Linked DNA regions of Drosophila melanogaster: all the other regions are linked to region 1. The links are chromatin contacts, called in public Hi-C maps. All regions are on one chromosome and are shown on one strand. The core of a region is the stretch at or near the end of the contact, and the rest is flanking DNA. Distances in the headings are between cores, read along the strand shown. Region 1 has its middle 12 kb from the start of lncRNA:CR45427. Region 2 holds the start of acs (arcus). Region 3 holds the start of Dbx.

Region 1 (3,203 bases), core at 489-2,988:
GGTTCTATATTAATATTATTAAATATTGAGGTTCCTCGATATTGCCAAGAAAGTGAAGTGTATTGTAAAGAACACGCGGTGATTGCAAGCTAAAATTCGATTCATCAAAAGTGAAAGAGTGTGCAAAATTGAAGTGTGGTTGCTAAGGTAATATCTTCAAAGACGAATTTAACGAACTCAATTTTAAGGACTTCATATTGAATAGGTCTTCCAGTTTTCTCTTTAAAATGCAGAGTAGTTGAAATTCGTTTAGACATTTGCTTGTTTTTACCCTCTAATTCCGATTAAGCAATGCATGTAATTCGCAGTATGCGCATATCATATATATGTACATGTGCTCCATTTGAATTGCTTGGCTGGGATCTCGGAATAATTTATTTGCTGTGGCATTTTGCGAATATCTTTCCAAGCAATATTTGATTAAAAATATGCATCTTGTAAACATTGTAGAATAAAAAGAATGCTCATAATTCAAATACATACCTTGAAAACAATATTTCAAATTGTCCTTTCGCTTTTCCGGCTGTCGGCAGTCCGTTACACTGAGCTCAAAAAGTTTGCACACTCTAATGTGTTTGCTGTCAGCGTGTCAGCTACGCTGGGCAAATATCCTTTCCATTGTTCGACATTCCTCGCTGGCTTATATCCTGGCTGGATGGCTGGATGCCACGCCCCATGTCCAGGTGCAGTTGGAGCTGTTGTCACATAAATAAAATTAAATACCCGGCATAAATAGAATGTCAGTTTGCTGAATTTCAGTGCTGAAATATGGCAGCTGACCACATTGCGACGTTTTTTTTTTTTTTTTTGTGGCTGGCAGCAGCTGGTTCGCTGCAAGCCTTTAAGCCTCAAAAGCTCGGACGTGTCAGGCTCCGGTTTTGCCCAACACTCAGTTGAGCCATCAAATCTAATGACAGTCATCTAAAACAATAAGGCGCCCGGCTCTCGTTCACCGAGCAGTTAATTCTATTAAAATGTCAGTCGACGACAGCTAGCAGAAGATCTCGTTGCCAGCTGCTCACTGCTGGCCTACCGTTGTCTTCATTTGCATGTAAATACTTGGCAAAGGACACTGGGAAAAATAACGCTTACAAATATGTGAATTGAAATAGGTGAAATATATGGTATATATTCCAAGTCCAATTTAATACGCCAATATGCATCAAAAGGAAACATTTTGCTGAATATAATCTAAACTTGGTCATATTCGTCTTAATAATTTGTTTCAGTGTATAAATCGAAGGTTCTTAGTGGTGTTGACTTGGCGAGGGAGCCTTGTCGGTTTACTGAAAGTGTTTCTCGAACGATTTTCCACTCGAAACGCAAACATTTAGGTGCTGACGCAAAACGTTCATTGCCCAAATTATACAAAATAGTTTAGAGATGTAAATTTATTTGGCAAGCAAAGTATCTGTTGTTCGTCGGGGATGTGTTCCAGAGCGGCACGTGGACAAGTCCGCTTCGCAGATATTATTTGCCTGTATTTTTCGGGGATTTTCTTGGGGCTGCCACACGGCTTTAAATTGGCGTAGCATCAAAAACTGTTTGACACAACTGGGTCGGTCCTCAGCCTTTATTTTCTGTTGTTATGCTGGCAAACTGGTTCAAGGAGACAAACAATTGCTACGCCGTCGTCACCGCAAAAATGTCGTACAAAATGGAGCAACAACTCAGTTAGCGGTGCACCCACTCACATCTACGCACACATGCAGCCGCGAACGACACACAGATACACACCCATACAGCCAAACACGGCACGTCTGTTGAAGTATTTTCAGGGCGCACGGGACGTATGAGTGACAACATTCAGTGCAACGATGTTTTAATGAGTTTGGCGAATTGCAAAACAGAGAACCTCTGATTTACAGGAGTTTAGAAATGAGGAAATCTACCATATGTATTTACATTTTTCTTTGAAAATTAAATGTTTTACAGAATGTTGCTTGTATTATCTGCATGCATATATTTTAAGCGGAATTTAAATTCAGTTGAATGCCCAAAGTTCCAACATACCTGTAAGAATATCTAGCACAGACCCTGCTGACAGGTGCTTTCCAAGTTACCCCCTGCCAACTTTTTGTTAGCTGTTCCTTTTCTTACCTGTAGACACCTTCAGCCAATTGGTGGAACAAGAAAAGCAAAAGGCGAGCCCAACAATTTATTCAGCCATAAACAAGGAAAGTTTTGCCCATTTTCGCATACTCCGGAACAATTGTTGTCGAACGGTCGGTGGTCACGCCCCCGCCGCCTTTAACTGGGACACTGGCATCCTCCGTTCGCAATTCGAAATGACAAATAGCACGCAACAGGGCATTTGTTGCAGTGTAGTGAAGTATTGTAGTTGTTTAGTGTTATCCTTGTTTCCGTTTGCCGACTGTGTGTTTAATGAGATTTTGGCCCGCACCAGTTGTTTGCATTTTTTTTACGACTTTTTGGCTCGACATTGCGTGTTTTCCACGGATCGGCAGGCAAGAACTTTGTTTTGTTATTGAAAAGCAATTAAGTCGGCTTTAAGAGAGAGAGAGTTGGTCCTTTACTTTATGGGGTCAATAGCTCTTTAAATTCAAAGGGTTTTTCCCAAGCATTTTTTCCAAGAAACGCTCCTTTAATTTGGAAATAAATTGGTAACCTCTTTAGGCTTTAATCATAAAGCGCGCACCAAAATGCGTGAAATGAAAATTGAAAACGCTACGAGAATTTTCGGATTATGCGAGGTGACTGCTGTTTGCTTATCTTGTCAGCTGTTGCCACGTGTTTGCTTACAATCAATCAATTACCAATGGCACGTGCACTCGTCTGGCTTCGCTGGCTCTGATTTGGCAAATAAATACGAGTATTTTGCCATTTCCACGAGCCAAATGCAAATGCCTAACCATAGGAAAACATCAGCATAAATCAGCGCGGCCTCTGCCTGTCTGTAGCTGCCGGCTTATCCGACTTTCGCTGAATAATTTAGAATCTTTTTCGTGGCTATTCGACATTAGACACACAAAAAGTGAATATCAGATCGGGTGATAACAACTGATTCGTTTAACTAATGAACCACTCCAAAGGGCAGAATTCGTTTTTTTTTTTTAGTTCGTAATCTCTTAAGTAAGGCATTTTAATTAAATCTCAAGCCATTCCTCATCCCAGAGAGCAAACGTCTTCCCTTCCCTTTCGTCACCTTGACAACGAAATTTTCGCAATTGAATATTCCGTTT
Region 2 (2,971 bases), core at 217-2,716, 330 kb after region 1:
ATGAAAACCACGTAGACGCAACAGATGCCGAAGTGGTAAAAGGCCAGGAAGCCATCTACAAAGGGACTGATGAAAAATAACACTATAAAATATGATTTACATACAATATATAAAACATAAAACAAGTAAGTATGCCTCATGCCTAAGTTAAATGCTAAAGCCACTAGGAAACAAATTTCACAATAGGTACTCAACACTTGGCTAAAATGTAAATTGGTAAACCTTCCGCAACTTAAGCAAGTAATTGAATAAAAAAAACCCTCAAGATATTATTGATAAGCGATGTAAACCAATTACTAAACAAACTATTGGGATGTGCCCCCATATTTTAGGGTGCTATTGTAAAGATAAAGATACAATAAATCGTAGTGAAAATCTATTGATCAACAACAAGATAAGATTTTCATTACCCAATTGAGTAATCATTAAAAAGCACTTAGAAAGTTAATCAATATATAGAGGGAAGTTATAGATAGCAGTTGTTTTGCCGAGTTACTTCACTTACACGGCAATGGGTGCCAAACAACGCAGCCAGGGTGGACCTTGTTTGAGTCCCAGATTCATGGCCTGCGAAAAGCTGACGTAGGGAACCCGCTGCCGCTTGCACAGTATGTACATGCATTTGATCTGTAAATCAAGTATATATAAGTAAGTAAGGAAATTTCTATGTGACTCCCACCAAAAACCCACCAAAATGTGCAGGCAGTAGAGGGCCAGCGATCCAATGATCAGCGTGAGAAGGGTGCCATTCACATATCCTGCGTGTGCGAAGGCACTGGGCATGGCCAGGACGCCAGTGCCCACGGAAGCCTTCAGGAAGTGGGCGAATGTCTGAAAGTTTCTGGGGAAAGTGGGGCCTGAAAATGATTCTCTGAGCTCAGCACTGTTGAAAATCTATGCTTACGTAGTGGGATTCTTCAGCTCGCGGTGCTGATGAGGATCGTAATCATCGTTACTGCCATTCGCTGATTTTGTTGGGGTCGTTAATTCCAGTGTGGTTGGGTAAACCGTCACGGTTTTTATATCGTCGCTGTTGGGGGAGCAATTAAAAGTTGTTTTTGAGGTGAATTGATTGATTGATAAATGGGTTCGGGTCGTTAAACAATAAGCGCCAAGGAGGTTCCTCGAGAAAAGATGTTGGTTCAAAATTAAAGGTCGTAAAAATATACAATTTCTTAACCGGGATTTGGTTGAGGCTAATGTTTTGTCATTTATTGTGTTTGCGCATCAGTTAGCTTATTTTTTACGATCTCGAAACCAGAAGAATACGAAGACTACTCACTTCATAGCGATAAAGTAGCGACCGAGTATTTGATAAAGCTACTTGAGCTCGCGGGCGTATAAATCTTTTATCACACGCAATTAAGTCGCCAAAGAGACAAAGATCGTTTCGTGATTGCGAATTCCCGGCCCAACCAGATTTCTTGGGGACTCAACCGAGTGCCTGGCCCACCGGACGGATACTAAATTTCGGATCCCGGTCGAAGCCGCTCAACACCTCTCGTTCGTAAACCGTGCTGATAATCTTGGAAAGATAATTGCACGATAATCAGCCGTATCAGAAGACTTCGCGGGGAACGTGGGAAACCGGAGTGCAGCAATCCGAAATGTATGCCAAAATATTATGTGCACTCTTAAGTGGAAATAATAAAACCAGAATGAAGGCCTTAACCAGTTTGCTGATCGGTTTGAACCTCCCGAAAAGTTCATCGACAATCATCAAACTCTTTATACCTAATATATTATGGCAAAAGCTTGGACATCATTGAATTCAACATTTCTAGTTAGTCGATACTTCCACACAAAGCTTACATTTTACTTTACAGAATAAAGCTTTAGGATATCAGGGCGTATACGTGATGTAGAGATGTATATTTTCAATTTTACACAGTAACCTCTGAAAATGACATCTCCTGTTTTGAGCAACAGTAAAATTTAAAAACATTTACTTTAAAACAAAAGTGCTCCCGAAAATGTCTAAGAATCCACTTCGATTGTTCATAAAACCTGTAATTCTTCGCCGCCTGTCTGATAAGCCCAAGTTGAGCAACAAGCCATCGAACACCCCTCGCCCACCAAAGGATCCACCGGATGAGGGCTACCAACCGACCAGTGTCGATCACAATGGGATCGATGTGCCGCCGTTTGTGAGACCCTCTTCCTTCCGCCAGTTCAGTGGACCGGATGAGAAGCTGGGACCAGGAGCAGGCAAAGCGCTGCCCTACAAGAACCCAACTTACTTTGGCTATCATCGATTCTCATTTATGGAACTCACGGTCACGGCTGTGGAGTTACGAGACGAACGTCGATTGGACGGAGGACTACAGGCATCCATCGAAGCCGACGAAGAATCCGAGTGTGGCGAGGCCCAACTGGAGACCATGAAGAAGCTGGAAAGCGAGTGCGATGCGATACTCTCCAACCAAGCCAAGAAAATCCAGAAGGCCAAATCTTCGGCCGAGGAGAAGTGTCTCCAGGAGATGAGTGAGGAGGAGCTAAAGGAGTGGTGCAAGAAAAAGGAGGAGGACATCAAAAAGAAGGAGCAGGAAAAGAAGGAGGCCAAGTCCTCGCCCAAGGAGAAGAAAATCCAGGACATGAGCGAGGAGGAACTGAAGGCTTGGTGCCAGAAAAAGGAAGAGGACATCAAAAAGAAGGAGCAGGAAAAGAAGGAGGCCAAGTCCTCGCCCAAGGAGAAGAAAGTCCAGGACATGAGCGAGGATGAACTGAAAGCTTGGTGCCAAAAGAAGGAAGAAGACATCAAAAAGAAGGAGCAACAAAAGAAGGAGGAAGGAAAGTGTGAAGGCGATGACAACAAAAAGGATTAAATAAAGCAGACTGCGTTACTCTTGAAAAATGAACAATATTGTTCAAAAATGTACGTTATTTGGTAGCTTAATAAATGAATTGTAGTTTAATTCCAGTATTTTTAGTGTGTTGAGCTTTGAAAAAGCTCTTTCGAAAACTGGTATAT
Region 3 (3,373 bases), core at 350-2,849, 380 kb after region 1:
ACCATTTCTAAATTTTTTGCCACGCTTTGATCATAAAAAACAGTACGATTTAACCCCAAAATATCGCCAATAAAATCTCATAAAAAATAGTGATAAAATACGGGAAATCGAAAGGTCCTGCCCACTCATTAATATGGAAAGTAAGCCGCGATGCCATAATCACATGACAATTAAATCCCACAATCCCCAGAAATACAAGAGAACAATACAACTAAAAAACGGCCAAGGCAGAGCTGTTACATTGACTGATGGCCAATTGGTTACGCCTACCTTCTGTCCCCCGCCCCCAGGACCTTTTCCATGTCCTATCTGGCATAGGGATTCCCATTCTCATTCTCATCCCCCGTTGTAAGCAGCACGCGGCAGAGGATCCTTCGCACCATATCCCATGCAGATCCTTCGCACCATATCCCATGCAGATCCTGGCGGAAGTGCGGAAGTGCGGATGTGGATGGGACGAACTGGTTATGCGGCTTTGTGCTCAGGGGCTTGGCTCAATAATTTAAACATGATTAGGCCTGGCTGTGTTTTTACAGCCTGCAGGATCAGCGGTGAAACGCCCCGAGGACTTAGGCCAACACACAATAAAGTCGCGGCGTAAAAACTAAAGCAACTGCGAAGTACCAGTACTTTGCGTTCTACCCTCGCGAGGAGTCTGCGTAAACTTTTGGGCCAGATTTGTTATTCTTTTGGCTTTTCATATTGCAATTGTGTTCGGTATTTTGTTTTTATTCGGCATTAGCCACGACAAATTAATTGCCAAGCCTTTTTATAACATTCTTTGAAGCAGCCCGCGGCGTAAACCTAATTGGAGGAAACTATCTCATCGACTTCAGAATTGGAGGGGCCCAAGGTAATTACAAAATTTAATCTTAGGGGTTCCAGTGAAAACAACATTGAAAGAGAAGCAAAGATCATCAGCACCTCAAGGCATACTACTAAGCTAAAATTGCTAGTTGCCAACCATGTCTTACCATTTCTGACACGGACTCCTTCCCGGGTGTCGCCAAGGATCGCGCTGACACTGAACTTGAGAATGGGCTTGCTGTTGGTATCCTTGAGGATGGTGTTGCCGACGGTCGGCATGCTGGTCTCCTTGGGCTCCACCTTGGGCAATTTGATTGACACGGGCTCGTCCACGTCGGCCAGCTCCTCTTCCAGCTCCTCGTCCAGGTCCATGTGCGGCTCCTCGCCCTCGACACTGCCAATATCGGCGACTATTTCGTCCGCCGAGGAGGAACCATCGTCCTCGTCCATCTCCTCGATGCTTTCTACACTCTCGGCACGGATTTCGCGGCACTTATCACACTTGTAGCCGCGCAACTTGGAGCAGCCACAGGACTCGGTGGGCTGGTCAGCCGGATCCGCGGCATCCGTTCCCGTGGCCGACCGACGCGATAGGAGCATCTCGCTCAGGCTGGACTTCAGCTGGCTTTCCGTGTAGGTCTGCTGGGCGTGCAGGAGACTGTCCACGAGGAAGGCCGTAGACATAACGCGACGGAGCTGGCTGCTCTATATTTCCGTAGTCTCTAGTATCCGTACACGTACCGATTCAGTTCTCGTCTGTATCCGCCAGTTGTCGCGTTCGCGTCGAGTGCTCAATTCGAACTGAACTCGGTTGGCAGAATGTCCTGGCAGGCGCAGGACGCAGCATCCGGGTGCCCAGGAGTGCGATTACGGGGTTGCTCGTCGTTGGTTGGTCCGCTTCTCCTGCCCAGTAGAAGTGCCGTCTGTGCGGCACGTGATGCTTAGTCCTTATGTACATCCTGCTCTCTCTCTCTCTTCCTCTCTCTGTTTCGCTCTCCTTGCGAGAGCGTATGCGTGCGTAAGTGTGTGTGTGTGCGTGCGTGAGTGTCCTGTTTAGCCTTTGCCTGCTCGTTATTGTTGTTCGCTTTTTATTTGATTTTATTTGCGTGAAAACAATAAAAATTTAATTTTCTTGTTTTGTTGCCTTTGCCACTTGCTGCCTTGAACTGAATTTGGCTCGATCTTATTAAATTTGAGCTGCCATTCCACGGTGCCGCACAGTGGGGCGCATTGTTAGAATACATTTAATTTACATTTAATTATAATATAAAATATGTAATTTTATACTGGAAACAAAATATTTTATTTTGTTTTTATACTACAATTTCTATTATAATTCTCAACTGGTTTAAGCTAAGCATTACATAGGCAAAGAAAATATGTTTCACATGTTTGATTAACGTAAAGGATCCTTTCAACAAATAACTTTTCCCAATAATGTACAAAGTTTGATGATATAGAGTAATGGCATTTAGTTACATTATTTGAACTGGACTTCTACATCCATAGACTTTTGAATTTGTGCGAGCAATTTGTTGCAGACATGGGAAGCAAAAAAAATTCCGACAAGCGGCCAAGGAGTCAGTAGATTAACTTTTATTATGACCGCAAATTAGTTGTCCTCGTCGCCGTTGATGACGACAATCGAGTTTATCGACAATGATGACTTATTTACTCAGCGTCGAAAGCGTGGTAAATGCGAAAATGGCTGAGCAGCGGTTATGTAAGCTTAGGAGCTAGATAAACAGCAGAATGCGGCAAGGATGTGTGTGTCCTTTTGGCCTCTATTGTGTGCGAGCAGAAAGAGAGAGAGGGCGAGAGCACGGAGCAACCCCTGTGTGCCAGGCGCTGGGGTCCCAAGGAGTCCTGCCCGCCGAAGGGGCGTGGCCTCACTCGAATGCGATTCCCATCAGAATGCTGAAAGGAGCTGAAAGGAGGAGAAGTGCCCTCGACAATAGGAAGAAGTACAAGGATAACAAAGGCCCCAGCTCAGATTGTTTTGCGCTGCCATTTGTGGCTTTTTGCTTTCATATGGAGCACGCCTCAAAGGATTACCCCGTATCCGTGCAGCCAGGACGTCAGGATTTCCACTTCACCCACCGCTTCTGCTGGCAGCGAGTACATAAAACATGCTCATATAAGCGTATAAATATGTGATAATAATGATTAAAAGTTCTCATCATACCATCATCATTTATGCAAAGGATTCCGCCCGTGGTGTGTGTGTCTGTGTGCGCTCAAGAGTCCTTACATTTTTATTTGCCACCGACACTGAAGCTGAAGCTGAAGCTGAGTATTTTCCATTTTCTACTATTTCCCCGGCTCCGCTCTCTCTCTCTCTCTCTCTCTCCTAGCCGCTATCTCCATCTCTCTTTGTAGTCGCCATAATATGAGGACAATTATTTGATAAGTGGGCTGAATGTGCAGCTTCCTCCGGCTTTCGAGATTCTGGATTTGGATCCATCTGGCATTGTCACTGCTGCTTTTTGACAAATGAAAGGGGTCACCGAAACAGGCTTTTGTCGGAAGCCCCCCCCAATAATATATATGTATATATCCTTGCCCC

Evidence for each region. Hi-C and Micro-C count contacts between places; a contact is called where the count stands out from the background.
Region 2: a Hi-C map of the Kc167 cell line shows a contact between it and region 1, with 1.6 times the contacts expected there. A contact is called at or near these places in 7 of 107 Hi-C or Micro-C datasets (the D17-c3 cell line, the Kc167 cell line, cellular blastoderm embryo and 3 more).
Region 3: a contact with region 1 is called in a Hi-C map of the Kc167 cell line, with 2.0 times the contacts expected there. A contact is called at or near these places in 6 of 107 Hi-C or Micro-C datasets (the Kc167 cell line, embryo, whole body and 1 more).

The regions. Positions count from the first base shown.
Region 1 is chr3L:2,304,191-2,307,393 of dm6, reverse strand. No RefSeq gene overlaps it. Among named protein-coding and RNA genes, the nearest start is that of lncRNA:CR45427, 12 kb to the left of the region's middle.
Region 2 is chr3L:1,970,133-1,973,103 of dm6, reverse strand. acs (arcus) reads right to left here and starts at 1,466. Exons shown (of 9, transcript NM_139429.2): 1 at 1,283-1,466; 2 at 905-1,030; 3 at 691-841; 4 at 506-627; 5 at 1-66. The coding sequence starts at 1,287. It overlaps CG11815, which reads left to right and starts at 1,904. Exons shown (of 1, transcript NM_139428.3): 1 at 1,904-2,913. The coding sequence starts at 1,974. The coding sequence ends at 2,825.
Region 3 is chr3L:1,919,533-1,922,905 of dm6, reverse strand. Dbx reads right to left here and starts at 1,599. Exons shown (of 5, transcript NM_139420.4): 1 at 975-1,599. The coding sequence starts at 1,491.